2 separate regions of the Mus musculus genome follow, and region 1 is linked to region 2. The links are chromatin contacts, called in public Hi-C maps. All regions are on one chromosome and are shown on one strand. The core of a region is the stretch at or near the end of the contact, and the rest is flanking DNA. Distances in the headings are between cores, read along the strand shown.

Region 1 (2,700 bases), core at 41-2,540, 430 kb after region 2:
AGACAGGCTATGGGGCTGATCCTGGGGAGAGGGTAATTCCCAGCCAGCGTTAGTTGCCTGTAGTTCTTTGTCCTGGGGTGGGACCCGGGACAAACTACCTGGGGTAGGTAGAACTTTCCCCAGTCCACATTAGGATGTTCATTGTTATTGTTATCCTTGTCTTGTTTACGTAGCCATTTCCAGAAGACATTGTTTCAGAGCACATTTCCTGGAGTTCTGGCTCTAACAGCCTTTCTGCTCTTTTTATCTTTGTCCTGTCTTCCATGTTCCCTGAGCCATAGATTCAGGGGTTGTGATGTAGATATATCCATTGGGGCCCGGGTTTCCATGATCATTTGATCTCTGTGGTGTGTGCAGTTGTGGTTTTCTGTGATGGTCTCCATTCAAAGAACACTTCTTGCTTGTCCCCATTGTTGAATTCTGGATTTAAATCCTACGGAGTAGAAGAAGATCATTTCGTCATTGTTTGTGTAAAACTAACATACCTAAAAAGTTAAATCTGTAACATGTACCTTCATTATCGGTCAGTTCCTAGGATCCCTGTTTTGTTTCTGTGTCATTTTTTGCCCCCTGTCTCCTTTCACAGCAGCATGTCTCAGTTTGTTCACGGTTAGCTATTGCATGTTCTGGGATGTTACTATGACATTGCTTATTATAGACCATAGGTCATTCGTGTAACGGTGATTATCATTTTGGCTATAGTGTATTGTTACTTAAAAGCAGACATATGCTGCGTAGTTTGTTACACTTGAACTAGGTAGGAGGGGCAGCTATGTAAGGGCTGTGGTCCTGGGTACAGGCTCCTAGGACTTGTGGTCCTTTCTCTTCCTTATTTCCAGTGACTGCTGCTCTCAGTTCCTTTTTGTGGAATAGCAGTCAGAACCACACACTCTTATGGGCTATTCTAGGAGGATTTCTACTCATGCTGACACACGTTAAAGCCATAGAGCAGGGCCTGGCTAAGCCTCACACTGAGAATTCAGGTGATTGTGCTGTGATTGACTCTTTCTTTATATGTGAGCCTAGGCAGACTGGCTCAGGTCACACATCCTGACGGAGGTATCTCTGATTCTAAGTGGTAGAGGGAAATATTTATGTTTCTCGAGTCTAGGTTCATGAAATTGACAAAACGACAGGTTGTCCAGTGTGACTAGTTTGTCCCTGTCACCATAGTTACGTGATGAAGGCATATCTCTAGCTTATTAATCTGCCTCTCTCCCAGAGCTGTGCAGATCTTATAAACAACCCCCGGGCCTTGAATTCCCTCCCTCTTCCTTTTCTCACCAGAGCTAGCTAATGCTGCTCAGCTAGGTCATCTCATTAAGGGACATCCCTGCATGCCTGCTGCCACTGAACTGCCCACGTGTGACCAGTAACTCAGCACTCACAGCATTTCAAGGAAAAATATGTAATAATAAATCCTGACTTCCCTGTGCATACAAACCCACTAGAGAAAGGAATAAATTAACTGAAGAATCTCGTGAAATACCACACAAGTAAGCTTTGTGTGTGTGTGTGTATCTTTGGGGAACAATCCCAACAATTAAATAGTCATTGCATGTATCACCAGATCGCCTATTTAACACAGACAATTATTTGCATGTCTTTCTCCATCATGCCTGTGTATGCACTGTTGTTTCATTCTGTCAAGTGTTAGGGGAAAAGGCTCTGCTTACATCAGTGTAGCATGCCTGCCCTCTAGTGTCCACATGGAGAATGGTATTCACATTCTTTTAAATTCTTAAAATCATGAAAACTTTCTGGCAGTGGGGTCACTGATATTTCAGGAAGCTGTGTAGTCACTAGGTAGTTAGTGTAGTTAAAAGACCCACAGGGTGGTCAAGGCATAGTGAGGGCTCTTCAGATCCTGGTCTTCTGCCTTCCTGAAACAGATACAAATAGTATGCAGACAAATTAGCATGTCCGTGTTCTAATACAGCTATTTATATATAAATATGTGTAAATACAGTTTGGCCTGTGGGCTGAGGTTGACCTAATCTATGCTACCTGTCTAGCCCCCATTGTCTTTGACTCCTTTTGTGAGCATAGTCATTTTCTCCTGGTCTTGGTTTGATTTTAAGACAGATTTGACATATCTCAGCAGGACATTCTTATTGGCAAAGTGCATGAAAACCGCCTTTAACATGCAATTAGATGTGGCCTATTTTTAAAACTAAAAAAGAAATCCAGTTAACTGTTAACTGTCTCTAGTGTCAGGTGATGTAGAACTCTCTGCTACAGGAGCTGTTGTGACAGCCTTACCTGTAAGTGCCGGGGATGAAGGAAAGCCCCTCTCCCATTGGAGGAAATGGATGACCACCTCCTTCATCGCAACTGATAGTTGGATAAGAGCCTACGGGATAATTTATTGGGAATACCACATTGTTGCTCAACAGCAGCCTTGAGATGCATACATTCAAAGATAACTATCCTCTCTTAAACCTTGCAAATGGTTTGCCCTCTGACCCTGCTTTGTGGAGGGTGTGATGTAAGACCCACAGAAGAATGAGATGTCTGAAAAATAGGTTCCCTCACCTACCTTAATTTCAAAATATGTGAGCTATATAACAATAATACCATTTAATGTGTCCAGCTCATTACATTAAGATGTATGTAATTAGAACACTAAAATAGGAAAAAGACTGAAAACCCTGGGATGGGGGGGGGGAATGGGAGTACCTCCACCTATAACATGTAATT
Region 2 (2,700 bases), core at 117-2,616:
AGCCTTACAAATACAGAGGCGGATTCCCACAGCCATCCATTGGACTGAGCATGGGGTCCCCAGTGGAGGAGTTAGAGAAAGGACTGAAGGAGCTGAAAAGGTTTGCAACCCCATAGGAAGAACAACAATATCAACCAAGCAGACCCCCCAGAGCTCCCAGGGATTAGGCCACCAACCAAGGAATACACATGGCTCCAGCTGCATATGTAGCAGAGGATGGCCTTGTCAGGCATCAATGGAAGGAGAGGTCCTTGGTCCTATGAAAGCTCAATAGATGCCCCAATGTAGGGGAATTGAGGGTGAGGAGACAGAGGTGGGTGGTGGGTGGAGGAACACCCTCATAGAAGCAGGGGGAGGGGATAGGAAGTTTCTGGGAGGGGGGAAACTGGGAAAGAAGATAACATTTGAAATGTAAATAAAGAAATTATCCAACAAAAAAAAATGGTGAAAAAAAAAAAGAAACAGGGAGAAGAGCTCTCAGGTCCTTAGGCCCATGAATTAGGTACTTTCTTCCTCATTTTCGTGTTAGTATGGAGAGGGAGGGGAGAAGGAAAGGGAAGGGGAGAGTGAATGAGTGAATGAATGAATGAATGAATGAATGAATGAATGAATGAATATGAGAATGAATGAATGAATGAATGAATATGAGAATGAATGAATGGCTATGGATGAATAAGTGTGCGTGAATGATAATCTCTAAAGTGGGAGAAGGAAGCCAGAAGCTGCATCCTGCAGAGAAAATGGTGTTCAGTGGCTCCGTGGCAGTTGTTTATGACAATGTTTTGCACTTCGGGTATCTCTAGTATTTATCAGGCTGACTGAGAAGCCATATAGCGTGGAATCACTGTGGACTATATTGCTTTTGCTCCTGAGCATGGCCAGCAGCAGTGCTCAGAACCCAGCATGCTGGTGTTTTGGTGAAGCCATAGCTTAGCCCAGCACTGAAGCTCCTGTAAATATCAGATATAGAGGAGAGATGCTCCTGCCTGCCTCGTGTCCTCCATACAGCCTTCAGACTGTCTTCTGGTGTCGCATTGGACTTTCCTGATGCTGAAAATCTGTCAGATAACGTAAGACACTGCTTTGAAGTTTTCCTGTGTGCATGATGTTAGACAGAAGCAGACGTGGCATGATATTTTCTTGAAGGTGACATGGTACTACTATTTTAAAGGAAAGGATCTGCTCTATAGGGCATTTTTAAAACTCTCTAATCATTACCCCTTAAGTTAACATCCCTCTGAGATGGAGAGGAAGCATTGCAGGAGGCCGGCCTGTGGCTTGCTGTTGGCTTTGGGTATGCACTGCTCTGCCAAGACAATGGGAACCCTGGAGTATTCTACAGGGCTGTGCCTGAGGCTTCTATTCCCAGAATAACTCTGGCATCTGACAACTGACTCAAACAGGCAGTCCACGCAGCATTTTAGGTCTGCTCTGTGGGCAGGGAATTACTTTCAAGTGACAGCCTCATTTCGGCCACTTCTGCGGAAATGTCAGTAACGAACATTGCTTGAAAGAGCTGAGCTGAAGGTAATTTGAAGCCACTCCAGGGAATCCAGATTTGCTTAAATTCAGAACTTAATGCTGAGAGCCTTATATTGAATTATACATATATGTTATATTAAAATGTCTATATTTCATTTTTATATTAAAATGTTTCCATAAAGTATATTTTGATCATGTTTATGTTGACCTTACATTACCTTAGCATTAACTCCAGGAAGCAGCAAGGCGAACATTGTACTCGGTTAATAACGGCATGAACAATTTCTGGGTGAGTGTCTGGCGTGCAGTGGATACTCTCTTCTGATAAAAACACCAAACTGAATGTGCCACATTTCTGGTACTAATCAGCTAAGGCTGGTGCATGTTCCATAAATTTGAGCTTTTCAGACAGACACACAAGCCACACTTTGGGATTCCTAGGCCAAGTATGGCTTCTGAGACTCCATTGTACTGATGTGTTCATATACAAAGCCAGACGCCCGTTAAGTGATATCCCGGTCACTTTTGATGCTTTAGATATTTCATGATGGACACAAAATGATCATGAAGTGTTTCTCACATGTGGCTTTCCAGGTACATCTTCCTGATGCCTGAAAGTCCAACCACCATGAGAACATGAAATTCCTGAGAAAGGACTCTTTCATTCAGGGAACATGGAGCTGCCTGGGGTTGTATCCTGGGAGACAGAACCAGGGAAGATGGTAGAGGAAAGAAAGGACAGAGAAATAGATTGTGCGTCTGGTTGTTAAATACCACAGGCGTCACAGGCTGTAGGTGATGGTGAATGTAGAGTCAGGAGCACGGGCAGTATGGAAGACAGGAGTCCACAGGGGCGACACCCAGTAAGAACAAACTGTCATCAAAATGGAGGAAAGTTGGCTTCCAGTAGAGCAGACAGGACGTTTTATCTCTGAAGAGCATAGAGGTTTGGAGAGAACAGGAACATCAAGGGTGTTGTGGATATATGAAGCCAAAAGGCCTACAAGAAGAGGTTCCTGGGAGAGGTTAGGATAGAATGACTCCTGAGATTCCATCAACGCTAGGTGTGTTATTTGGGCAAGTTCTGGTTTTAGGAACTGGAGTTATTAGACACTAAACCTCTGTTCACAGTGTAGTTTCTGTTGACACAACTTTTTCTAACCATTAGGCTTCATCATCTAACCAGGTGGCAGGGGATTTAGACTCTGGGGCCCATCC

The links. Hi-C and Micro-C count contacts between places; a contact is called where the count stands out from the background.
Region 1: a contact with region 2 is called in a Hi-C map of cerebellar granule neurons, with 3 times the contacts expected there. The contact joins two enhancer-like sites. A contact is called at or near these places in 1 of 39 promoter capture datasets (hippocampal neurons), 2 of 15 datasets of contacts at CTCF or cohesin (embryonic stem cells and pro-B cells), 94 of 484 Hi-C or Micro-C datasets (the BV-2 cell line, the Ba/F3 cell line, the C10 cell line and 49 more), 7 of 115 datasets of contacts at active chromatin or transcription factors (astrocytes, a beta-TC-6 cell line, differentiating embryonic stem cells and 1 more) and 1 of 9 other capture datasets (liver).

The regions. Positions count from the first base shown.
Region 1 is chr1:24,247,636-24,250,335 of GRCm38.p6, forward strand. The region is part of intron 37 of Col9a1 (collagen, type IX, alpha 1); the gene reads left to right. Among named protein-coding and RNA genes, the nearest start is that of Col9a1, 71 kb to the left of the region's middle. Within about 2 kb of position 1,291, at least 29 of the 459 cell types and tissues checked have an H3K27ac peak or open chromatin away from gene starts, as enhancers often do. A contact at or near this core is called in cerebellar granule neurons and cerebellum, where this site is marked.
Region 2 is chr1:23,820,460-23,823,159 of GRCm38.p6, forward strand. All of the region lies in intron 2 of B3gat2 (beta-1,3-glucuronyltransferase 2 (glucuronosyltransferase S)), which reads left to right. Among named protein-coding and RNA genes, the nearest start is that of B3gat2, 60 kb to the left of the region's middle. Within about 2 kb of position 1,367, at least 4 of the 459 cell types and tissues checked have an H3K27ac peak or open chromatin away from gene starts, as enhancers often do. A contact at or near this core is called in cerebellar granule neurons and cerebellum, where this site is marked.